Linked DNA regions of Mus musculus: all the other regions are linked to region 2. The links are chromatin contacts, called in public Hi-C and HiChIP or PLAC-seq maps. All regions are on one chromosome and are shown on one strand. Each heading gives the region's core, a stretch centred on a gene start, on an enhancer-like site or on the middle of the called end of the contact. The rest is flanking DNA. Distances are from core to core; before and after follow the strand shown.

The links. A called contact is a pair of places that touch in the nucleus more often than the background predicts. HiChIP or PLAC-seq counts read pairs in DNA pulled down with a chosen protein or histone mark.
Region 1: a contact with region 2 is called in a Hi-C map of cerebellum, with 1.8 times the contacts expected there. The contact joins the enhancer-like site here to the promoter of Ncald in region 2. A contact is called at or near these places in 1 of 15 datasets of contacts at CTCF or cohesin (CD8 T cells), 6 of 484 Hi-C or Micro-C datasets (the HL-1 cell line, brain, cerebellar granule neurons and 3 more) and 3 of 115 datasets of contacts at active chromatin or transcription factors (astrocytes, embryonic stem cells and neural progenitor cells).
Region 3: a BATF HiChIP or PLAC-seq map of CD8 T cells shows a contact between it and region 2, with 15 read pairs. The contact joins the enhancer-like site here to the promoter of Ncald in region 2. A contact is called at or near these places in 7 of 484 Hi-C or Micro-C datasets (cerebellum, cerebral cortex, cortical neurons and 1 more) and 3 of 115 datasets of contacts at active chromatin or transcription factors (CD8 T cells, astrocytes and liver).
Region 4: a contact with region 2 is called in an HNF4G HiChIP or PLAC-seq map of pancreatic cancer cells. The contact joins the promoter of Grhl2 here to the promoter of Ncald in region 2.

What each region holds. Positions count from the first base shown.
Region 1 is chr15:37,668,953-37,675,332 of GRCm38.p6, reverse strand. It overlaps a transcript of Ncald not described here. Among named protein-coding and RNA genes, the nearest start is that of Gm15942, 28 kb to the left of the region's middle. Within about 2 kb of position 1,617, at least 42 of the 459 cell types and tissues checked have an H3K27ac peak or open chromatin away from gene starts, as enhancers often do. A contact at or near this core is called in brain, cerebellar granule neurons, cerebellum and 2 more, where this site is marked.
Region 2 is chr15:37,453,878-37,460,864 of GRCm38.p6, reverse strand. It overlaps Ncald (neurocalcin delta), which reads left to right and starts at 1,483. Exons shown (of 4, transcript NM_001170868.1): 1 at 1,483-1,648.
Region 3 is chr15:37,654,701-37,661,020 of GRCm38.p6, reverse strand. It overlaps a transcript of Ncald not described here. Among named protein-coding and RNA genes, the nearest start is that of Gm41304, 17 kb to the right of the region's middle. Within about 2 kb of position 4,075, at least 8 of the 459 cell types and tissues checked have an H3K27ac peak or open chromatin away from gene starts, as enhancers often do. A contact at or near this core is called in CD8 T cells, where this site is marked.
Region 4 is chr15:37,229,816-37,236,091 of GRCm38.p6, reverse strand. It overlaps Grhl2 (grainyhead like transcription factor 2), which reads right to left and starts at 3,056. Exons shown (of 16, transcript NM_026496.4): 1 at 2,686-3,056. The coding sequence starts at 2,705. Gm16136 (predicted gene 16136) reads left to right here and starts at 2,933. Exons shown (of 2, transcript NR_155442.1): 1 at 2,933-3,116; 2 at 3,265-4,171.

The DNA.
Region 1 (6,380 bases), core at 368-2,867, 210 kb before region 2:
TGAGCTTTGTCCCTCTAACTAACTCTCAAAAGCTCAGCTCTGTCTTCTAACAATAATATTTCAGGTGCTTCCTCTTTGAAAGGGTTTGTGGATAAGCCTACTGCTGTGGTCTGCATCTCTGTTACCCCAAATGCATGCGCTGAAACCCAGTTGTGAAGGGACAAGGTCAGAGGTAGGAGTGCTGGGAAATGACTGGAGCCCAGCGAAGTCCTCATGGATGAACTTGGTGCCTTCCTAAAGGAAGCTGGGGAGCTCATTTGCCTGTTGAAGAACTTCTTCTGGGCCACCAAACACTGACTCTGATAGTCTTTCCTGTACTAGCTTTACAATGAGGAATGTCAGATTGGAAAATGAGCTTTAGTTGTGTGGAGGTTCAGCTAGATCAACCGTTCTATCATCTTCACTACTGAAATCTTTCGTGGAAAATAAAACTACATGTGACTGAGACAAGAAACTGAAAGAAGGAAGGATGCTCAGACTTGTAGGCACTTATCCTTGTGCAATCTGGATGATTCTAGAATTTGCTTCCTTGAGAACTGAAATAATGCAATTAATGGGAAGAGGATTTCAAGAAGACATACTTATTTTTACTTCTGTACACAGGCACTAATGTTGGGAATAAATGGTACTGAACCTCCTAATAATAGCCATTATATATTTATATCATCTGCATCAATGTATATAAAGTCTCCCTGTCTCTGTACAGATAACTATAATTTTATTATAATGTACAATTATGTATATGATGACTGGGTCATAGTTTTTGATTTATGTAAGCTTCCCAACTCCTGCTCCTCATGTCCTCCTAGTATAGATGATAATCTGTTATGGAGGCCAATAGGGGAACAGTCACATGGTACCTGTATAAAGAAGTGGGCATGCTCTGCTTGTTAAAGATGTTAAAGATGTTAAAGAATGGGTAGAATGGCCCCAGGTAAAGACAGACTGATTCAGGATGAAAAAACACCCAGGCCATGAACAGTGGACTTCAAGCTACTGCAGAATTTTTTTTTCATTTGATTCTTCTGCACAGCTGTCTAACACACACACACACACACACACACACACACACACACACACACACTCATATACATGCATTTACACTCTCACACGGTCCTACTCACACATGTACACACTCATACACACTCACTCACACTCACATACCCTTACACTGGGCAGCGGGTCCTCCAGCCCGCATGCTGCCGTCGCCTCACCTGAGGAGATGCTCACCGCTGCTGGGAAGCGGCAGGCTCTGCGCCCCGCCTTTTGTCCTTGTCATCCCTGACTTCTGCTGCAATGCTGATTTATAAATTCCTAGCAGCTAGCCCAGCTCCTCACAGAGGCTCAGCCTGGAGCTTAAGTCGACAGATAATTGTCACCGCTGATTGCTTTGCTGACAGAGCTTTGTGGCTATTTTGGTTTTTTGGTTTTTTTTTTTTTTTCCTTGAGAGTTCCTTAATTAGAGGAAATAGCGTGGTGCACTGTCCAATCAGCCTCTTGTCAGATATTATTACATCTGTAGCAGTTTCAGGCGACATTGGGTTTGTTCCTGCCAAGCTGGCATGAGGTTGGCAGCCTGTGCCATAATCTGCTGCCAGAACAGTGGTCCGCGCCCAGCTCTGAGAGGTTTGTTGCTGGGGCACCCAGGCAGGCAGCAGTTCACGACAATGCCACACCTCACAGTGGCCATTGCCTGATGGAATGCTCACTTTGTTCTTTGGGAAATTATAGACTGCAGGGTCCTTTGGTACTTGCTTTTATATCTAGCAAGGGAATCCTCTTTTCTTCTTCCATGAGAGAAATGTAGACATTATCTATGCTTGGTTCCTCCTTGGGGAAGCGTTAGAGGTGGTTTCCCTTTCAGTCTATTGTAATATGGATACCAACTTAACTGAGAGGAAAATTTGTCTTAAATTAGAAAACATTTGAGACTCAAAGTTTTCAGGGTTTTATAATTCTGGCTAGTAAATTTTAGCAGAGTACCTTTTACCAGCTGATGAAGGGGACACATCAGATTTAGGGCTACTTCACTCGGATGCTTTATTTCAGACTAGCGTGTGTGCAGCTCATGTGTGTATCTGCACATAAACTGCACATAAATGAGATTGTCAAGTGTGCACTAACCCTTCCCATCCCTTATTTCTGGAATTAACTCCTTGCAGCAAAGGTTGATTAAGCTTTCTGGGGTAGCCTACAGTTAACAATATAAACAGTCTCCAGTCTCAGGAATGTCACACTGAATGGCAAGTTAACCTTGGCAAGTGGTCTCTCATGGCTTCCGCCAAGGTGTCTGTGAGGGTGCACGTTTTTTTCCTGGAATTTTCAAACATTGGAGTAGAGAACAAAGAGTGCAGAATTGACTGAGGGCTTGACATTGAGAACTCCACAGAAATTCTATCATATTCTTGGATTATACAGAGCAGGAGAGAGCGATAGTAATTTTGTGTGTCTGCGTGACGCGAGGGTTGGTCATAAAGAGGAGAACTTGGTTAAAAGACATGGGGGTGGGGTAAGAAGAGTCCATGAGGCTGATAAGCAGAGTAAGTGGGTAAGATTTGAGGGCGTGGCTTTCCCTCTCCCGAGTCTGGCTTTGCTTCCTCAACATAGAAACAACATAAGGCCAGGCAGCCTGCTTCAGGATGACGCTCATGATTACCGCACACGACACACAAATGCTGGGGCAATTAGGCTCATTCACAGGATTTGTGGAAATCAATGTCAATGACCAAGATTCTTTACATATGTGAAAATCCGCTTAGCTGTTCATTGGTCCAGGTGCATGTTGGGCTCTGTGTGATTTGTGAGGTAACCTTACCGTGGTAACTCACTACACGGAAGAGTAAGTATGTATTGTCTGTGACACGTTTCCCTCATTGCTTTCAAGGGAGGGGTGTGGAGGGGGTGTGGAGGGGGTGTGCTTTCACCCTGGGAGGTCTGGGGAGCTCCATGCCTGCCAAGCTTTTGCCTCAGCACTGAAGCGGAGCCAGGGATTTTGCACCTGCAGGTCCATGTGAGCAGTTTGAACTCCTTCCTGGTTCTGCCACTGTGCCTTAGGGCAATCCACAAAAGACCTTCACAACTAAAGTCAAAGCAAAACCTAGAGAAAAAAATTAATTTAAAAATTTGAATATAAAAGTTCAACATCTATGATGGCATGCTGTATATACATTCTTGTATATTTTTAATTGAAAGATTTATTTATTTATTTATTTACTTGTTGTGTGCTTGTGTGTGTGCTCATGAATGCAGTATCTGTGGAAGCCAGAGGAGAGGATCCCTCTGGATCCAGAGTACAGATTGCCCAGTATGGATGTAGGGAACCTAACTCAGGTCCTTTGGAAGAATAATATGTGTTAAAACTACTAAGCTACCACTTCAGGATCAATATATCCTTTTAAAGTATTTCTAAGGTTTTTAAAAATTGTATGTGTGTGTTTTGACTGCATGGATGTATGTGCATCATGCTTATGCAGTGCATAAGTAGAGGGTACAGGATCCCCTGGAACTGGAGTTACAGATGGTTGTGAGCCACCGTGTGGCTGCTGGGAATCCAACTTGGTTCCTCTTAAAGAGCAAGTGCTCTTAACCCTGGAGCACCTTGCCAGCACCAGTGCCTGTGTGTTTTATAATTGCTGTGCACAGGCTGTGTGTCCTTTCAGATAGTATCATATCTCACTGTAGCTCTCAGGTGCTGGAAACCCAAAGGCCTAGAAGCGAGTGTGTCTTGTGTCCAGTGTGTCATGTGTCCAGTTTATTCCTGCCAGGGACATGTTAGGTAATGTTTTAAAATCCCTTAAACTGTCCCCTAGATAGGACAGACTTGACCGGAATCATGTAGTTACCATGGCATCCAAAGACAGTCTCTGGAAGCCCATCGACTTCTCCAGACACAGAGCCGGTAAACTGCTTTGAAGGAGCATTCTCTACCTCAGCTGACAAGAATAAAAACAGTATTTATCCAAGGCACTGAAACTGACTTACAGGGCTCCTCTCTAGAATAATTTTCCTTCCTATTTCGCTGAAAACTGTTCAGTGGTTTGTGCACCTTGGCGTTGACTGGCAGCAGCTTTTCTTTCATCTCTAATCTGAAAGCTTCTTTCTGAATAAAATAGAAATGCTAATGACCCTGGCTTGGAGATCCTTTACGTTTTCAGAGAGAGGTTCAAGCAACTGAGCCGCTCTGTTTATTCAGGAGCTAAACGAGTCTACCCAGGAGAGCAAGACAGATCCGTGCTCTTCCTGAGCAACCAACCGCTCCCTTCTGGCCGAGCTCTTTGTTTCTTGAAGATAAAAATTATTATGTATACTTGAGGTTTAAACCACAGTATGAAGGCATAGATGATAAACTGGTTGCTATTGTGAAGCAGATGAACAAATCTATTATGCAATAATTTTTTTATTGACACGAGCATCAAAAATTGACTTTAATGAGAATCTGCAACACAATGACGTTTTATTAACTTTGGTGCTCATCTGTGTGTTAGATCTCAACTGATTACCTTCTGTACCGGCTGCGTCGAAGCTCCAGCTTCATCTCTGCATCTTCCGGCACGCCCTTTCCAAAGCTGTTTGCTTTTCTGTGCTGCCCTCACTACTTGCGCTAACATACAACATATTCTCACACAGAAGCAAGATTGTACTGTTTTTATTTTTAGTGAAATAATTCTTTGATGTTAATCTAATTTTCATTACTGTCTTGCTAAATTATTGAAAGGCTTGGGTTTTTATAAATTCTCATTGTTTGAAACGTCTGCTGCATGGTAAGGCTCCGGACCACCAGCTTTTTGCCTTAGAGTTAGGAGGCAGGGACTGTTTAAGCCAGTGATTTCTATTGTGTGACATTCATGTAACACTTGGCTGTGCCAAGCACTTTTTAAACCGCTGTTATTTGAACTACAAGGGGGGCAATAACCTCCTTGAGGCAGAGATGGGAGGTTTTTGTTTGTTTTCAGGCCCTGTCTTCTTCAGATGAAAGGATTAAGGAATACATAGGAAAGGCAAATGTCTCACATTCCACTCCTTCTTTGTTTGTTTTCTGAGACTCTATCTCATGTAGCCCAGGCTGGCCCAAAGCACTCTGTAGGCAAGGATGACCCTGAACTTCGGGGCTCCCTGCTTCTACCTCTCAAGTGCTGGGCTACAGGTGTGCACCACCAGCCCCTCCCCCACCTTCCCTTTTAGAGTCTCCACTTCTGCTCTGGCCCTGAGAATTACACAGACCTAAACACATGGTCAGCAGTCAGGTGAACACTTGGCTTTAAAGCAAGTTTTACAGGACACAGGAAATGAAGACCCCCTCCCCCCAAGAGGCAGGAAAGGTCAGTCTCAGACAGTAAGTTAACAAAGGATAGTAAGCTATGGGTGTGACAAGGCAGAGGCCTTGGGCTAGGTCTGTATCTGGGGGGAAAGTTTGTTTGTACTGACACCTCTCCCCACTCCCACCAAGAGTCCCCCACTGTGCAGACATGAATGATTAACTGTCCTGCTGGTATATCTTACGGGGGGGGGGGGGGCGGGGGGGCAAATTCAAATTCTGTTTTATAAGGAAGCCAACTGAAAGTCAGAGTGGTCCTGCATCTTCTTTATAGTGCCTTTGATTCAAAATATCTCTGAGCAGCACAATTTTCGGTGATATAGTCATAACTCAGAAATGCCTCTTTTAAAGTCAGTTTTTACTAGGAGGCAGAGTTGGAACAACAGCCCGCTCTTCCACATTCAGTCTCAGGCTGTCATATCATAGTGGGTGTGGGGTAGGGAGCACCCAGAGCTCGCTTGAGAATCTTGCCCTTATTTGTCTCCTCTCCAGTGCTCAGTTTGCTTTAAGCTCCCCCAAGCCAGGCCATTTTGTTTCCTGTTGCATCCTTTGAATTAGGACAGCACCCAGCATACAGTAAGAGCATTGTTCAAAGGATAATTCTGTTAAGTAATGAACCAGATACGGTGACGCTGTATGCCAGCTCTCAGGAATCAAGGGAAGACAGATCTCTATGAGTTGTAGCCCTGGTTACATAGTGAGTTCCAAGCCAACTAGAGCTGTATTGTGAGACCCTTTGACTTAGTCAGTGTTCTATTGCTATGAAGAGACACCATGGCCATAGCAAGTCATAAAGGAAAGCATTTCATTGCGGAAGACTTACAGTTTCAGAGGTTTAGTCCATTGTCATCACAGCAGGAAACATGGTAGCATACAGTCAGACATGACATGGGAGTAGTTTACAACTCTACATATGGATCTTCAGGTAGCAGGAAGAAAGAGACTCTGGGCTTGGAATAGGCTTTTTAAAAGCTCAAAGCCCACCTCCAATGACACACTTCTCCAACAAAGCCACACCTCTTAATCCTTTCAAACAATGTCACTTCTTGGTAACCAAGTTTTAAAA
Region 2 (6,987 bases), core at 234-2,733:
TCAGTCTGAAAGTAAAGAATCTAACTTTACACTTTGCCTTTACATTTGCCACGGTACAACCAATAGCATCAGAAAAATAACTTCCAATAAAAACCCATTCTCTCTCTTCATTGGAGCTAGCATGGAAGATGGAATGGGGGAACGGGATGCTTCTGTGGCCAAGCAGATAGGCCATTAGTCCTGTGAAAGATCAGCTTCTATTCTACTGAAGACAGAGTCACAGAACAAAACCAGTTGGCCACAGAGTCACTCATATCTCATAGTGTGTGTATGCACACATGTGTGAGTGTGTTACACATATGAATATGAGTGTGTGCATGCATTTATGTGTGTGTGCACATGTTTGTATGCTTGCACGTGCAGGCGCAGTGTGTGTGTGTGTGCGTGTGCGTGTGTGTGTGACTGTGTCTGTGTATAGTCCTAATGACCCAGGCACACCACCTCTTTCTTCTCCCCACCTTTCAGCTCCTTTGTTTTTTGAATGAGTCCACATTTTCTAAATGGGTTTTTCATAATGCCTTCCTATGGGTTTTACTCAATTTTGTTTAATTGGCTTCCTGTTAATTAAGAATGAGAACGAACTGGGTCATAAGCACTCACACAGAGCTAAAGATCAGCTAACGTGTCCCTGAAGGCAATGAAGCTGTAATTTGGGAACAGGTGGGCTGCACTGTTGACTCCTCTGTGGTAGGGAGATTCCATCTGTGGGATGCCGAACCAGTCACTCAACATGAAACTCCCTCAGTCCGTTATGGACCAGAGAATCGTGGGAGGGTAGAGTGTGGGACCTGCGGAGGGGTCTGGCCCCTTTTCTCATCATCTCCAGGTCCTTCTAAAGTTGTGCCCTTGTGGAAGTGTTCTGGTCATCATTTTTGCAAGGAATCTTAGGTGGCATGCGACTTGGCTTTATCTACCCTGCTTTTTGCAGCATGCTTCCTTCCTGTCAGGCTCCTTCAGCCACACCATCTTTCATCGGCATGCTCTCGGGACACCGATGAGGATTCAGTTTCAAGAATATACAGTTTTTCCACCAACAATCTCTTGAAAGCTGTTTTCTCTCAGTTTATTTAGAGGGGAATTTAATTCACTAAGAAAACCACCTCATGAATGTTTTCAGCTTCTTTTTTTGACTGGAGGGGGAGGGGCTCTGTGCTGTGATAGTAAGACTAAGGGTCACAGCATGCATTTTCTGGCAACCAGAGAAAGGACAAGCAGGCTTTAATGATGAAAGTTGCAGGCACTCGTGAGTCACAACTTTGAGGGTTGAAATTATCTGCCGGGCACTGTTCACAATGGTTTTGCAATCCATGTGTATACATACATGCACACACAGATATGCACACACACGAGCACACACATCAGTGACAGATGACCTATTGAAATAATTTCAGAGCCAGTCTGTGGTTGCTACGACAACCAATGCTCTCTTGGCTTTTATCTGGCCATGTGACAGGGACTTTGACGTCAGCCAGAGGCAGAGTCTGTGGCTGAGTCCGCACAGTCAAAGGCTTGTGAGAATCTGGTGGATGCTGGACCTTGCTGCTGCTGCTGCCGCCGCCGCCGCTGTTGCTGTCCCTACAGCTGTGGTTGTTGCTTCCCAGGGGCTGCAGGAGCATGGACTACTAAACCCCCACTTCTTCAGCGTGAGGTAATCGGTTTGCTTTATACACAGGAGTTACGTGGTTTCACAGCCCCTGATGGTTTTCCCTCCCCTCTTAACCTCCTACAACTTTGCCTTCAAGAGCAGTTACTGACGAACGGAGCCAAAGAATGTGAAGCAGCTTCCAGTCACGAATTTCAGGCAGTCTCTGGAACTTGGTTAAATTTGGATTAGTGTTCCATGAAGTAGGTTAAAATGTAATCTTTCTTGCGCAATGCTTGCTAACATACATTATTTAGAAATTCTCATTTTGCAGCGTGAGCCAAATTTGCTCCCTTGAATTCTAGGAATCCCTCCTTCAGTGTTGTTTGGGGTCTGGTAACTCCAGCACCGCCTTGGAGGGAGCAGCTAACTTTTCCTTGTTGCTGCTGCTGATTCTGCGTCAGCCCACAGCAGTCTGGAATTTGGTTTCTACCTCATTTGCAGCATGTATAATTAGCAACAATGGGAACCGTGAGAAAAGACTCTAGACTTTGAAAGTTGTGGTTATTATTGTAAAGGGGGCTTTTGGTACTCTGTAAATAAGAGGGGAACTGTCAACAGCTTCCTGTTTAGAGAAAAGAATCTGCAATATGCCAAGGAAGTCGGGGTGGAACCTTTATGTGTGTGCGTGTGGTTGTTTTGTGGGTGTTACTGTGAAGTGCTATTTTGTGGCTCGCTCTCTCTGAAAACCCTGGTGAAGAGGAGGGACTGACTGGCCTTTTCTAAGGAGTCCTGTAAGCTGGTTCTGATCTTTATTCTTAAAAGTAATTATCTTGAGAAGAAACTAGCCTGGAACTAAATATGCATTGATGTGAGGTCTTCCCTAACTGAAATGTAGATTGAGGATGCTCGATAAAAATTTGCTCCAGGTCTTGTGTGAGTGATTTGGTAACTGATGAGCAAGGATTGCTCCGGCTGTTGTGTGTGCATTGCTGTGGTTCTGCTAGCTCCTTCTGCAGCTCCAAGTTTCAAGGAAACCTCAGGTTCTGAAGCAAACAGAAGCCTAGATGGATAAACAGGTTTCTAGATCTTACAGATTTAACAGAAACGAGGCGTATTTTAGACAGCCATCTGAAATAGAACCAGCATTTGAAGGAGCATAGATAGACTGGCTCCACTCGATATATGCAGTCAGTAGGTTGATGATATAGTTATATTTTAGTTTGGAGAAATAATACATTGTTTGGACAGTAGGTTGACGATATAGTTATATTTTAGTTTGGTGAAAGAATACATTGTTTTTTGCTTCTGTTACTAGGCTCAGAATTGTGGGTTCTACATTTTGCTCTCGTTGGGTGAGAATTCTGAGAGCCTGTAGCCGCAGCAGTAAATGAATAACTGCTTGAATCAATTATTTTCCAAGCAGCTTTCAGTGAATGGACCTTTTGATCAGAGCTTCCGTTAGGACTGTCCACTGTCTGATGTGCTTGTACATACATGTATTTACTAAGACGTCTTCCAGTCATTTAACTGACCTCATGTTCTTGTAACCCAGACGCTACCACTTTCATGAGTCAACTGGTGTGTGACATTTCAATTGAGAATGGGGGGACCAGCTAGCACTGTCATTTAAAGGCATCTCTCGTGGTATACACTTGGTGCTTTAACTTTTCTTGTGTCGACTGTTATCTTCACTCTTTTTCTTGGTTCTCTCCCTGGTTTTAAATTCACAAGATGATTATGTACGACATCCTCATGCCCTCATGCATGAGACTGGATTCCAACAATCAAAACTGTGAGAGAGAGAGAGTCGGTGTTAGTGGCAAAATGTCGGTGATAAAAAGTTGGGAAAAGAGCCTCCCTGATGAAAATAAGAACTTTCAAAGCCTCGAGCCAAGGGTTTGGTTTTTTGTTTTTGTTTTGTTTTTTTTTTTTAAATAAGGAAAGGGGGCTGAGGAGCATCCCCCTGCAGCAGCGAGTCTGTGCTGCCTGCTATCAAGGTCAAGAGTGCTTCAGCCTCAGAAGATGCCAGCATGGAATGATTGACTCTAGAAACCTGGCTGCTGAATTATTAAAGGCTCTGGGTCTAGTTTCAGGAAGCCTTAACCCTTTCAGTGCCACGAGCACGTCTGGCCGTCTGGTGCTACCTGTGGACTCTTTTCCAGAATGATATCTGAAGTGCATAAAACAAAGTATGCTGTGTTGCAAAGGAAACTACTTTTCATGAAAATGTGTCTTTAAAAAAAGAAAAAGAAAAAGAGGCCATGAGTTTGAAAGAAAGCAGGGAGGGGAGAGGGGCAGGGGAAGGGGGGAGATTCAGAAGGTATTGGAGGGAGCAAAGAAAATGGGAGGGATAAAGTTATTATAGAATAATTTCAAAACATACAAAATAATAAAAAATAAAATATACTATCTTTTCATTATGACAGGATAATTGCTTTGTTCATATGTTATTAAGTCATATACCCTACCAGCAGGTGCAATAGCTACCACAGTAATGAGGCAGTGCTTCGCGTGAAGGCTGCTTTGAAATAGAGTTAGTCTAAGAATTGCAATATGAAATGCAAATATCTGCGATTTGTCTTGGCAACATCCCTGGCACTGTGGTTTGTGACCCACATTTTAGTGGAAAGAAATACTAAATTTCAGTTTGGGGTTGGTGGAAATAAAGATGACATTATTTAACCACCCAAGTTCTTGGGGTTCTTCTGGATTCTGTCTGCTCTGGAGGTAACTAATATGTGAGCTTGTGGGGCCAAAGGACATAGAACCCCCTGGACAAAGTCCATAACCTTATTTCAGTTCCACAGCATCTGATTTTATTCTTGGACCCTGAGAACTTCACAGTACACTCTAAATACTGGTGCAGACGGGGATGGCAAGATCCCTCAGCTGCTAAATCTGCAATTTACCTTTAATACCCCACCACCGCCACCCTTAACTCGTCTTCTGTTACCTGCACAAGGAACTCTTACCTGGGTAGATATGGGTTATGAGGAAAACACTATTGACAGGTCACTCAAGTTCAAACCGTGTGCCACAGAGGACCATAGCTGTTTACAAAGAGACCTTTATCCACACAGGGAAGATAAGTGGACGGTGCTTTCATGAAGCATGCTGGGAAAAGCAGACACTTCCCAGAAGAGCCAAACTGGATGCAAGACATAGCTAAGGCCAAGAAGGAGGTGTGAGTGTTATTGTGTAGTAGGAGGTGTGAGTGTCATTGTGTAGTGTCGGGTGTCAGAAAAGCTCTCATTCCCTACATTGTTTTGAATGAGAAGAAAATAGTGTTGACTTTCCTCTGTGAGATGAGGGAACTTTGCTGTCCATTAGCTGCTGTCACAGCCCTGTGTTTAGAGAGACCAAAGCCGCCCTTTCAATTACATGAGCTCCTACCATACTGGTGTAAAAGAATGGAGTTAAGATGGTTTTGCACAAGCTGTTGTTTAAACCAAATCCAAATCCCTTGCATTTGAAATGGAAGCTGAGTAATTTTTCGTGTGGTCTCAGAGGGATTACGAAAGAGGATGTTCTTAAATAGTTCTTGCTCTTTGGATTAGGAAAAACACCTGCTTGGAGCCTGAGTCTCTGTGGCAACCTGCAGAGAAACTTGGAGAAAGTCTAACATCCCCAGCTGTCCTCTGCTTCTTGATGGAGGTGCTGGAAACTTCGGCGCAGAAAGGAATGTGTCGTGATTTTTTACGAAGTCGACTTTTCTTTAAATGGCATCTTAGGATGGAAAGCAACTAGCAACAGCTTTACAAAATTCAACATTTTTTTATTGTTTCCATAAGAGATGCCATAAAAGTTAGTGTTTATTGAGACTTTTATACAGAAATTATATGATAAATATTAAGTCCACTGGTGCTACATTCTCCAGACCAATAGTTTCTCATCTCTGTGCTTAAATTTATAGCTTTTGTGAAATATATCTATAGATGCCATTAATGTCATGCTGAAATGGCTCAGTACTTAAGAGCATTTGCTGCTCTTCTAAAGGACCTCAGTTCCCAGAAACCACGTCAAAGGGCTCACAACTGCTTGTAAGTCCAGCTACAGGGGATCTGACAGCCTCTTCTGGCCTCCACAGGCACCTGTACACATGTAGCATACACTCACACAGGCACACACGAGTGCATAAATAGAAATGACAATTTTTTAATTAAATTATTCCATGGTAATCTAGAATGGAATAGACTCATGTCACGATAAAGTCCTATATTTGATTTGCAGGCAAGAAATTGCTAATATGAAAGATATTCCAGTTGTTGCTTTAATCGGATGCTTTTCCACAGTCAGTGAGCTCTGCTCAGCATTCCAGCAAAGCGAGGCCTGTACATCTTCCTTAAGCAGCTGTACTGGTTACTGTAGCTGTGACAAAAATACCCAACAATGGGAAGGATTTGGCCAGGCATGGTGGTGCATGCCTTTAATCCCAGTACTTGGGAGGCAGAGGCAGGTGGATGTCTGTGAATTTGTGGCCAGCATGGTCTACACAGTGAGTCCAGGATAGCCAGGGATACACAGAGAAACCTTATCTCAAAAACAAAACAAAACAAACAAACAAAAAAAACACCCACAAAATAAACACAAAACAAAACAAAGAAAGGTATTATTCTGGCTCACAGTTAAAGGTATGTGGTCCATCAGGGCACAGACAGGATGACCTCGGGACCACAAGGCAGTTGGTCACATTACATCCTCAGTCAGGAAGTAGACCCAGATGAATGCTGTTTCTCAGCTTGCTTCCTCCAATTTACTTAGTCCAGGGTCCTGGCTCATGCAATGGTGCCTTCCACAGTTAGGATGGATTTTTCTACCTCGAGTCACCCAATCTGGCAACTCCTTCACAAGTGTGCCCATAGACTTATCTGTCCCCTAGTTGATCCTAGATCCTGTCACTTGGACAATCAAAATTAACCATTACATCAAGGTAAACGTTTTAAATGTTGACCCTGAAATGTCTTTGTTTCTATTATATGTGTATTGGACATAAATGCCAAAGAGTATGACTGTATGCTAAGGAGACTTCCATAGACCACAATCAGTTCTGTGACCATCAAATTTACAGCATCTTGAAGGTACAATAACAGTGTTCCACAAAAGTAATGGCACCCCCTACCTTCCCATGTCACACCCTGGATCAGCTGCAGCAGGATCGGCCATTCTCACTCACTAGGTGGCTTCTGCAGCATCATATTACTTTAGGCATTTTGGGTCCCTCCTTACCGTGACCCTTGAATGGTGTCTACCATTGGAACATAGAACCGTAGTGGCTCTGAGTTCTTGACTGACCCTTCAGCCTTTGATACATTCAGTAAATCCTGAACACCTGTTATGTACCAATATTAGACTAGGCATGAGAAATACTATGTGGAAAAGAATAAGTCAGGTCCCCACCATTG
Region 3 (6,320 bases), core at 2,826-5,325, 200 kb before region 2:
CAACTTTCTGCAATGACTTCATTCATTTCTCTCTGCATGTGCGTATGTGTGCATGTGGGGGACAAGGTTTGACTTCAGGTGTTGTTCCTGGCTCTCTCCACCCCCAACACTGGGATGATGAGCATGTACCACACCCAGCTTTTCACATGGGTGCTGGGATTGAACCCAGGTTTCTGTGCTTGTGTGCAGACACAACACTGATGGAGCTCTTCCATTCTATATTGGTGGTAATAAGAAGACTTAACCTCACACGTGGATCCTGATGATTAGGCTAGACAATCTGTGAAGATCACTTGGCAGACACATTACTCAGTACCCAGTGAGAACTCAGCAAAAGACAGGAAAGTCAATACCCAGGAAATGGCTGCTGTGTGGTAGGCTTGGGTGTAGGCTGTGTACTACCTAGCTCCCAAAATGGGAATGGTAGACATGGAACCCCTGACATCATCCAGATAGTGACCTTCCCCAGAACTCCCTTGTATGAACTCTTTAATCCTCATTCCCACCCATTTTTATCCTTGCTTATGATCTAGACACAGATGCCCACAGCATTCTCAGGTTTATCTGGCTGTCAACGCTGCTGTGAGAGCCATTTGTACTATTATGGCATGAGTCTGTATAGTTGAACTCTTTCCTGTTTGTCACAAAAGGCAGGGACAATCTCAATGGTCTTGTTTGTGTTTCAATTATTAATATATAATATACTGGCTGTATTCATGTATTTCAGTATTTCTTAGAATATGTTGACATTTTCAACATATAATTTTGGCTTTAAAATTACATTAATTTAGTGTGCTGTGCCCTGTGTGTGTTTGTGTGTGTATGCCCATGTGTGTGTTTGTGTGTGTATGCCCATTTGTGTGTGTGATCTGAGTATATATCCCACATGTGAGCACATGTTTGCATATATGCCATAGTGAGTTTTATCAGGCTTGGTGGCAAATGTCTTATTGCAATGAGCCATCTTGGCAGCCCCGTGTTCTAGCTTTCCAATAATTTTAATAATAATAAAAATCATAATTTGACTTGACCTTGAAAAGTGATTACACTTCAGCTTAAGAGAATTTAACTGTATGTGGTCAGGACAAGACAGAAAAAGGAGGAAGCAGAAAGGGGGGAGGGGAGTAAGATGAGTCCTTTGGTCATTGAGCTCGAATCAGCAGTATGTCTGTCTGTCCATCTTGCTCCGGTGAAGGCGGAGGCAGTTTCTGGGCACACTCACTACTCACTGGCTCTTAGTGGTTTCATTATGTGAGCATATCGCTACATGGTGCTTTAGTCAGTACTCTGCATATAAGCCAGAGTACTCATAAGCCAGCTACTTAAGCAAGTTCTTATCCCAAGGAATTGGAATCTAGTCCAGGTTCTAAACAGAAACTCAGAGCTGCACTAAAATTGCTGACAACTGGCTTGGAAAGTTCCCATGAGATATGTTGTGAATAAGTTTTTAACATGTCTTCCTTTCTGCCTAAGCTTTAAATCAAGCTATTTTCTACCATTGCCATGCTAAGACCTAAGTTAAAGCCAAGCTAGGTTAGCTGGAAGAAATTATTTTTGTTAAGAGAGACATCAAAGTATTGGAAACATCAAGAATTCAAGGTCCATACCTAAACATAAGAAAAGTAATGTAGAGCAAACCAGTAGCCAACATCAAGCTAAATGGAGAGAAACTTGAAGTAATCCCACTAAAATCAGGGACTAGACAAGGCTGCCCACTCTCTCCCTATATATTCAATATAGTACTTGAAGTCCTAGCCAGAGCAATTAGACAACAGGAGGAGGTCAAAGGGATACAAACTGGAAAGGAAGGAAGAAGTCAAACTATCACTATTTGCAGATGATATGATAGTATCAAGTAACCCCAAAAATTCCACCAGAGAACTCCTACAGCTGATAATCAACTTCAGCAAATTGGCTGGATATAACATTAACTCAAACAAATCACATGTTACAAAGTTGATGCAGTCATTTAGTCTGAGGAAGAGAAAGGATTTAGAAAGACAGGAGAAGAAAGTGACTTAAGCAGAAAATGTGACTTAATCCACAGCTAGGCTATAGCACAAGATGTCTTTAAATAATGTTGTTATTAATTCTTTGAGAATTTCATAGAAGAAACTTTGATCAAAGTCACCTCCCTACACTTCTCTCCCTAACTCCTCCTAGATATAACCCCACCTTCCTAGTCCATAACTTCATGTCATTTTCTCCTTTAAAAAATAATTCACTGACTCTAATTTGGGCAGCCCATATATTCCTGGGTGTAGGGCCATCCACTGGAGCATTGTTGACCTACCAGAAGCCACCCCTTCGAAGAAAACTGACATCCGTTTCCCTAGAAGCCATCAATTGTGCGTGGCTGTCACTTAAGGCTTACTTTATTTTGTGTAGGCGAGCATAGCTGCTGAAGCCATTAGTGTAGTTGTCCTATCATATGCAGTGATCCTGTCATGTGCAGATGAGTACAGTGGTCCTGTCATGTGAAGAAGACAGCTCCCCTCTAGTCCTCCCCAACTGCTGACTCATACAGTCATTTCATCCCCCTGTTCCAAGGAATCTCCTGACTCTTGGGAAGAGGGGGGCATGCTGTCCCATGTGCCCAAGCCCTCCTCTGATGCTCACTCTTCACGTGGACCAGCTCTGAGTTTCTGAACTAACCACAATTCACTGAACTATGAAATTTCTCTGATGGGGACTAAGCTGCATTAATAAAGATATAAACTTGAGGGCAGTTTATACTCTGCCTGTTTGGCAGAAGAATAGACACAGGTTAACTCCTGACCTGTGATCTCCCTAATCATGGGCTCTTGGCCAGATTTACAATGCCAAACCTGTGCTTCCTTTTGTGAAATATAGCCCATGATTTTACTTGTTTGTTTGTTTATGTGTGGGAGATGGAGAGGGTATGGACATGCTACAGTGAGTGTGTGGAGTAGGACAACTTTTAGTAGGTCCTTTTTATCCTTCCATCACGTGGGTCCCTGGGATCACAATGAGGTCATCAGGCTTGGTGGCAAGTGTCCCAACCTGCTGTGCCATCTTGCTGGCCCTAGCCTCTAATAGGAGCAATGACTGTTTTTAATTTTCTGTGTCCTTGAAACTGAATATGAGGAGTTCCACAGTTAGCTTTGTTATCCTGGGTTTTTACAAGGTAGCATACATACATCATAACATTTCTTCACATTGTAAAACTAGTTTGTTAAAGTCATATCATTCTGTTAAATCAGCGTGCTATGATTTGGTTGCGTGTTTCTACTTTTTTAGCTGTTAGGCATCATGCGTCTATGAGCATCTTGCTTGCACCAAGTTTCCTGTGTTGCTTTTAGATGACTGTGTGCTACGCTTAGAAGGAAAGACAGTTCCATGGCTCTGGATACCTAGTACCACAGGACTTTTCAAAGGGCTGCCATGGATACATCTCAGGAACATTTAGCTCCCTTTGAATGCTGTGTGCCCTGTTCAATGAAATGATATTTACCATTGTGTGATCATATGTTATTATTATAAGTCTGAAACCATGTCCTCAAAATTACATTCTTGCCATACTGCCCACTGAAGAGCTGGGTTCCCATCAAGGTCTCAGTATAGCAATCACCACGTACAACAAATACCCAAGCCAATGAGAAACACCAATGTCAGTTATGTTTAGCAAAGAACACGTCACAAAAGTCCTCCAGAGGCACTCTTTCCTTCCCAGTCCAACCATGTGGAGTCTGCCCCACAGGTATGCTATCTCGGTTCTGATTGGCCTTCCCACTGCTTTCTGTTGCTCTTACTGTCTAGCTCAGTTATTGAGTTGTCTTCCTAGAAGCCTTACCCATGCCAGCCCACTCTAAGACATGACTCTCCTGGATGCCTAGAATCTTCTTTAGGAAGGAGTCTAAGTATCTTCAGAGAGAGTTTGCTCATACTCATATTTCACACAGTAAGAAAAACTTGTGGTGTTTTGAGTGGAAGCCCCCCATAAGTCTCAGGCATCTGAGTTCTTGGTTCCTGCTTGGTAGCCTTGCCTGCGGTGGCTTAGGAGGCGTGGCTTTGCTGGAGGAAGTATGTCACTGGAGAGGAGGTGTTACGGTTTCAAAAGCCAAGTGGCTGTGTCCAGTGCACTCTCTGATTCATGTTTGTGGTTTGAGATGTGAGCTCCTAGCCCTTACTTCCACCATGTCTGCTGCCATACTCCCTTGCCAAGGTGGACTCTTATTGCTGTAGAATCCTAAACCCCAAATGAACCTTTCCTTCTATCCCTTGCCTTGGCCATGGTGTTTTATACAGCAGTGGAGATGGAACTAATACAAATGTCAATGCTGAGCTGATGAACAAGTGTCTGGCTTCCTCTGGAGGAGAGGAGGGGGTTTCCATGGTCACACAGTGACACATTTGTCTCTGACACAGTTAACAATGACAATAGTAACATCAGCACTTTCAGTATGATTTCTACAGGCCAGACAATGTTCCCTGATCTTTACAGCTTCTGTCACCCAGTGCTCACAGCTATGACTTAACTCACGTCATCATGTCTTTGCTTTCCATGGAGAAACTGACCATGAAATATCTCAAGGATCTTTCTTAATGTCAATACAGTATGGGACAGAGACTCAGCCTGTCTGGTTCTAATGCCTAGGCTTTAAACTATTGGACCCACAGCTGTGGTTTGTATGTACAGTTGGCTCTCAGCGTTCAGAGGAATTACATCTCGGACCTCCTTCACTATCAAAATCCTCAAATGCAGAGGCCTCTCATAGAGCATGGTGTAGTATTTACCTATGGCTACATATATCCTTCTGCATATCCTCTCTGGGTTGCTTAGAACACCCAATGCATTGTGAATGATTGTTCTATTATACCATCTTGGGAATGATAACAAGGGAGAAAGTCTCCGCATGGTCAGTAGAGATGCAGTTCGAGGAGGAGCAGACTCTTGTCCGTCAGCTCAGCAGTGGCGTTTGTGTTAGTTCCTTCTCTATCTTTTTCAGGCTATGGTTTGCTGAACAGGTATAGACGCTACACACATGGAACACTCATTGTTTAGAACCCTCCCCATCCACATGGGTATACACGTGTTACATACACATTACATATATGTAATCATTTCATATTTCCCTTCTTTTTGTTAAAATAGAATTTGAAAATCATAGAAATTACCCATTTCTTATGGGTTTCTTTTAAAAATACTGCTTAGGATTTTTTTTTGATGCTATCTATGCTGTCTGCCTGTGAGATCCTGTTGCTCTGGGCCTCCATATTGCTTTCTCTGCTTCTTCTTATGAAAGGGATGCTTTGCAGGCAGCAGAAGAACACCTTGGAGACTAGCTGTCCACTCAGTGTAAGGGTCTGAGGTGGCTGACAGGGGCCCAGTGTCTTAAAGGAAATGGCTGGTGACTTAAGTTGATTTTTCAAAAGCAATTTCTTGAGTAAATGTGTGAATCCTGCCTAGGTTCTTAGTTCCATCTTTGTATGGCTCCTTGGGATACGCTAGTTCTTTGGTCTGGCTTACGCTTTCTGGCGGAGAGACCAAGTGTGATACAACACTCAGATAAGAACCCCCTTTCTTTTGCAAAACTTGTTCGCAAGTTAGATGTAGGAATGCTTTTTTTCTTTTTCCTCAGTCAAAAAAATATAAATAAATAGGCATTTTGTTTCTTTTTGTATTTGCTTGAGAACAAATTGTCTAGCAATTGAGGTCACACCTCACAATCAAAGCTGCTATTCAAACATCACTCAAATGTTCTGTCTAAAATGCTGCTAAATCCTGCTCCTCAGTGAGGGGCGCTGACTGCGGTGAGCAGCGGTCTTTTAGCTTCTGAAGTGGGAAGAATGTTGGGATAGGTGTCAGGAGACCCGAGGTCAAGGTCATTTCTGTTGATAACCAGCTGTTATGGGCTAATTACTTAGCCTTTGTTTTACTGTCTCTATCTATAAAGGCGAGGCTTATACTAAATGTTTCCTATCACTAACAGTTAACACAAGATAATGTTGAGTGCTGGAAAACTTTAAAGTCTAGTCAATGATGATATTTCTCCAGGTCTGTGGACATCTCTAACAGGGGATCAGGACCCACCCTCACACGTGGAGTGACTCTCCCACTCACCTCATACTATTCCAATTGTCTGGCCCTGGCTCAAAACTGTCCAATTAGATATTCTATCCTTAAGATTGGGCAGTTGTTAAAATAAAAATACTCCCTGAAGTCTGTTCATTAGAATGTGTTATAATTATTTAGTTGATTTAATTCAATAGCAATAATCTAGCATAAAAGAGATTGCCCATACTGACCTGGATTTGGAGGGGTGGGAAGAGGTAGAGACAATAGGATTTGGCTTTGT
Region 4 (6,276 bases), core at 1,807-4,306, 230 kb after region 2:
GCTCCTGGACTCTCCCATGCTCAGGTGCCTGAGCTTCAGCTAGGTATTCAAGCACTTTCTTATGAGTCCCAACCATCAAATGCCTCATCAACCCCGGCCCATCCCTTCAGGGGCCATAGTAGACAATTAACATTAAGAAATGGAATCTTGGGCGGTCATAATAGAGTTTATCTTAATCCTAACACTCCAGCTGCAGAGGCAGGCAAATTTCTGACTTTGAAACCAGCTCTTCTACAGAGTGCACAGCCAGGAAAGCCAGAAAGACTGACGGGGGGGGGGGGGGGGGGGGAGAGAAAAATAAAGGGGGGGGGGGAAGGATCTCAGATTCTAATTTCTTTTAAAATTTTATTTATTTTTATGTATGTGTGTACACTGTAGCTGTACAGATGGTTGTGAGCCTTCATGGGGTTGTTGGGAATTGAATTTTTAGGACCTCTGCTCACTCAGTCCCTGCTTGCTCCAGCCCAAAGATTTATTTATTATTATACAATAAGTAGACTGTAGCTTACTTCAGACACACCAGAAGAGGTGGTCAGATCTTATTACCGGTGGTTGTGAGCCACCATGTGGTTGCTGGGATTTGAACTCAGGACCTTTGGTAGAGCAGTCAGTGCTCTTACCCACTGATTGAGCAGAGAAAGCAGGGGACATTTGATCCTGGTTTCCTTACAGTTTTAAGGAGAAAACTCCTTAGTTGGTTTTCTCAGGATGCAAAATGAAATCCTGAAAACCACTAGATAAAAGCTACTTTCATTAAATGCTCATGTAATTCTAGATAGACATTACCATAAAAACTAGGTAATACATACTCGTTAAGCCAGATTGTTAGTACTCAGTACTTAGACTCAATAGTGAATAAATTATCCCTATTGGTGCTAAGTATAACTTGGAGAAAATAAATACCCATCCACTTTCGTTCTTCGTTCCTTTGACTCATGCAGTGCCACAGAACTAAGCAAGCAAACTGAGTGTTAATTGTGCAATTAAAGTAACTGTGCACCCTTTTACACATCAAACTCAAAACAAACCAAAATAAAAACGAAAAAACAAACGTTGTTGTTGTCTTGGATTTGGGTTATATGAGTTTTCAACCTCAGGTGATAACTCCACTACCAAGAGAGCTGAAGTGGAGGTCAAGATGTGCGTGGGAGTATCTCCTACGCTTTCCCAACCCTAAACTTTCTAGCTCCTGGCCCAGTTCCTAATACTAGTTCTTCGATTCCGGTATCTACTTGCGCAGATAAATCTTAAAGGGCGACAGAGTAGTAAGTTTTAAAGTATGAAAACAAGCGTCCTGGACATCGGCCGCATCGTGACAGTGCCCATCCAAAATCGGGTTAGGCAGGCTTTCCTTCTCCGCCCTCCTCCCTTCCAGGTCCTCAACCTGGGGACTGGTCCTGTGCTTTTCTCGGTCAAGACTCTCAGGAAGGTCTCCTTGGAATGGCCACACCAGCCGGGTTAAGTTACTAGGGGCAGCAAAAGTGCGGCCTCTGAGCCTTTCCAATAGGACGCAGCCAGTTCCCGGCCTAGGACGCCCCGGGAGGAGGGGGAAGGAAGTGTCGCCACCGAATGGAAGGAGGGCAGCGGGACCCACCTCCCGCTCCCTCCCGCTCCCGCCCGCTCCCGCCCTCGGCCCCACCTCCCCCGGCTCGCACAAAGCCGTCCCCAAGGCGGGGACCGCGACGGACCAGGCCCCGCGCCCCGCGGCTCACGCGGCTCCCGGCAGGCCTGAGCTCCGGTCGAGGACGCAGAGAGCCCGGAGTCCCGGTGCTCCACCATGCTCCCCCACCCCCTTGCCCTCGACAGCCTCGGCGAAGGCCGATCGAGCCCCACGCCCGAGGTGGCGGCCTCCGAACAGTGGGCCGCGCGGTCACCGGACGCGTATGAGCCAGAGACGTCGGGGCGCAGGGAGACCGGCCCAAGTGTGGGCACCCCTTCGTACTCGGCCTCAAAATCAGTCCCCCATTCCCGAGAGGTCCTGTCCCGCACCTGCGCGAGGTGACTGGCCACTGCGTGGGCTGCGGGAAGGAGCGAGGCGCGGGCACACCCACGGACCCGCCATCGCGGCCTGCCCGCTCCTCCGTCCCGTCGGAGACCCGCGCTGGGGCGCACATGCACCCCGGGTCGCCGCAGTGGGGAAGATGGCCGTGTCTGCAATCGCATAAAAGGCCTTTGTTGAGCGCACACAAAAGAGGCCCAGACCGCTTTTCCAGCAGGCCCTTTGGCCTAATCGAAGGAAGTCGACTGAACTTCCAACCGGCCCAGGAAGTCTGAGGCTGGGGAGCACCTCCAGGCAAGGGGGTTAACTACAGGCCTCCCGCCACCATCTGCCAAAACCTCAATCAGTGCCCAAGGGTCCGTTGGTCGGGGCAGTGGGAGCTGAGCTCATTCGTCGGGGAGGAAGCAAAGAAAACCCACGTTTACTTGCAAGGCCCCAAAACGGGTTTTAAACATTCACGTTCGAGTAGGGTCTCTCCCCTGAATCGGGGTAGAAATAATCCGAGAGGGTCTGGATACACCAAAAAGAAAAAAGTAAAAAGAGAGGAAAAAAATACAAAATCAAAATCCAACAATAGCGACTTAAAAAACAAAAACAAAAACAAAAAAAACAAAAACACAACAAACCAGTTGCCATCAGCCCAAAGGGGCAGCGGCAGCCGCCGCCGGCGCGTGCGACCCACTTACTTGTCCGACTCTTGTGACATGTTTGATCCAATGAACTCGCTCCCCTTTTCCTGGAGCCTCAGCCTCTGGTGAAACTGGACTTTCAAGTCTGTGCAGGTGAAGGTGTGTGAGAGCGCCCGAGATGGCAGAACAAGAGCTACAGGTAATTCTGCTTTCGTCCCCCCTCACCACTCTCGCTCGCCCGCTCGCTCGCGCCCTCACCTAGCCGGAAAGGTGGGATGGGGGGAGGGAGCCCTCACATGGGGCCCGCGCTCGGAGGCGGCCCGGCGGCGCGGAGTCCTCCCGGATCGCTGCAATGGGCAGACACAGAGCGCAAAGTGGCGGACTTGGGCGGCCACAGGTAACTTTCTCGCAAGGCGCTGAATTCTTTCACTAAAGGGTACAAGCCCGAGGGCCGAGCTGCGCGGTGATTGGCTGCGGTGCTCCCTCAGGTGAGCTGCCATTGGCAGAGGCGCGCTCAGGTAAGGCCCTTCTCCAAGTGCAGGTCACTCACTGCGAAGTTTACCTGAGTGGAGCGGTGGCACGCTGGAGACTCTGCGAGCTGACTTCTACCCACTTTTGGCTTTCTTCCCTGACTAGGGGCAGGGTAGAGGTGATGGGAGAGACGGAGCGGGGAGCGCCACTACAGACACTAGGTACCGTGGGTCAAACCGAAGGACGACAGAATGCTGAACCCAGAAATCAACAAGCCACCCGGAACCAAATGGCCAGTTCACCACCTGCCACTTGACACTCGCGGGACGAAAACTGTGTGGCGGGCAGAAGAGTCAGGGAACTAGAGTTACGCTATGCTGAGTGGGAAAGGAACGGATTGCCGGGTCTCTTGCGTAATTGCATTGTTAGCATTCTTATCCACAACAAACTCTTCTCCTGCTCTGATGCATAGAAGATAGCAGGTCGTTTTCAGTTTTCAACTAGTCGAGCGACCTTTCCTGAACTGGATCTATGAAGTGCGGCGTGGCTTTAATGGAGAAAGGAGATTCGGTTGAATAGACTCTTAAGGTGGCCCGGGCGCACCTCTTGCATCTCTCCGCAGCCTGGGATTCCTGCGCTGCGGAACAACTACTGCATCTGTTCCATAAGCCTGTCGCCCGTTGACATTTCTAGGCAAGCATCAACATTTACATTGTAATTCAATAGAAGCAGCTACTACAAAGGCTCTTTATCCTTGCAGTTTAATATGGTTGCCAGGGGAACAACGCAGGATGAAAGTGACTTGTTTGTGTGGGTTCTCTTCTGGTCCGGAACAGTGCGAAGTAGCCAGGTGTCATTTATAATCGCTGCTACGAGAATTAAGTATTTGTGGGAGTTCTGACAGGGATCTAGCCCATACATGAGCGTGGTGGAAATACAGGAGGGTATGGAAAGCTTTGCCACATTTATGTCAAGTCAACACTGGAGCACTGGAGCTGTCAGATTTGACACAACTTCTGTATTAAACCTTTGCAGGTCACATGATTTGGGGGAATTAAATTACGGCACTAGGTTTGGTTGTTCTTTATTTCCACTCTTAGCAACTGACTTTAACGATTCTATTTTATTTTAGATAATAACATAAGCACCCATACAGGTACTTTTTAGAAACAATATATTTTTAACACAGTTTGAACACGGTATCCGTGTGCACCTTACTTTCTTTTTCCCTCCTCTAGAGACAGTCACATTCCGCCGATGCCGGGTGGGTGGGCGGGTGGCTCTGTGGCTTGCCCCCTGTTGTGCGCATCTCCTGATGCATCAACGTTGTGGTTTGAACACTTGCTACTCGTTATGAGCTGCTAACTCCTCTACTCTTTTGCTTCCAGTTCCAGCCCCCATCATGGTCCCTCCTCAGGTTAGAGACTAAGAAGTATGTATCTGGTCGAGTTTCAGTGGCAACAGAGAGCACTGATGTAGTGTGGTGGTTTCCTTTTTTACCTTTTGTTTAGTTTATTACGAACCTATCCTGATATGGTTCTATAACAAATCTACCAAGTGACTGTAAAATTTAGTTTCCAAAAGACCAAATATCCCATTCCATCTTCTCCCTGCAAACAAGCCTGCAGAGCTCCTACCCTCCAGATCCAATGGAGATGATCTGTTTTATGGATTGGCTGTCATCCTGGGACACCTTGTCCTATGCCCTGAGTCTTCTTTGAGGATTTACGGTATTTTCTTTTTGTTTTATTTCACTTTGGAGGGCGGTCTCCTTGTGCAGCCCTCACTGGCCTGACCCTTGCCATGTGGGCCAGGCTGTTTTCAAGTGTTTTGTCCTCTGCCCAGTTCCCAGGCATTCATCACCACACCTCTGCTACTTTAAGAACTCTGAGTTTTGGTTATTTTTAAAATACAGTTCTGTGACTTTGCCATGGCTACACTAGCTTTCCTGGTTTTGAGGGTGTCGTTTTATTACAGGGTTTCCCTGCCTTTCCTTGGCTTCCTCTGCCTCCCTTTCCTCTGAGTTTGCTCTGGTTCCCCCGTGGCAGAACCTCCTTCCTCTGTCTGCAGCCTTTCACTTTGCATTCCCAGGTACAATGAGGTCATGAGAACTTCTTCAGTAACCTCGTGGGGGTGGGGAATGGGCTTGCTCACTGGTGGGCCTGCTGTCTTTCCCTTGGAGCTTGTAGTTATCAGGAGATCTGGGACCTCTTGCACTCTGGAGCATTCGGCAGGCGCATGGTGTCTGGCCTGGTGTGGGTGAGCCACCCTGCAGCCTTTCTCACTCTTTCCTTTCCTGGAGGGCTCTGTCCCCTGTCTTCCTGTGGATGGTGAGTACGTGCTTTTCTAACTTCTCCCTCTGACTGCCAGGGGCAGAACAGGGAATGTGAAATTCTTTCCTATTAGGAACTAAAAAGCCCAAAGAAAAGCTGTGTACTGTCTGACTCTGGGATACAGTCCCATGAAGAGGTAACTTCCACCAAGTGCCTTTCAGCAAGGCCACCACCAGGCAGCAAACATACCTGGCACCACTACAAGTTTCTGAGGAGATTTTTATGGCCTAACTCTCTCTGTTCACGGAGAGAAAGGTCTGCAGACAAGTGAGGAAAAACTCAGCAAGGGACCCAACAGCTCCAGCTGCCGCTGTCTCTCCACCCCATCCCCATTTTAGCTTCGTGATTCTCCCTTGTGCTTCCAGGATCCGGACAGGATCCCGAGTCTCCTTGACACAAGTCCCCTTTTGGTGGCTTCGGGCATCTCCAAGGCTCAGGTCATCCTGTGTTTTTAGAATGGTTGAACCTTTGTGAGAATTCACCTGTGACGCCCACTGTTCTCTTCAGCCACTGTCCCCTCCACCACTCTTGGTTGGGGTTCTGTTTCTGTTATAAACGCCACAGCCAGATGGAACTTGGAGGAGAGAGGTTATTTCATTTTACATTTCTACACCATGGTCCATCCCCAAAGGAAGTCTGGGCAGGAGGTGAAGCAGAAGCCACCGGGAGGAGCACCCATCATCCCCAGAGCTGTGTGGAAATCTCTTGTTGGCTTACTTTCCCTTCATATTCCTTGTTTTTGTGAACATACCTATTTATGATCTCTTACTGTCCTTTTTGGAGGAGGAAACCAATGTGGATCAGTTTGCCAGCTTTAAATATGTCCACTTCCAACTTAACCAAA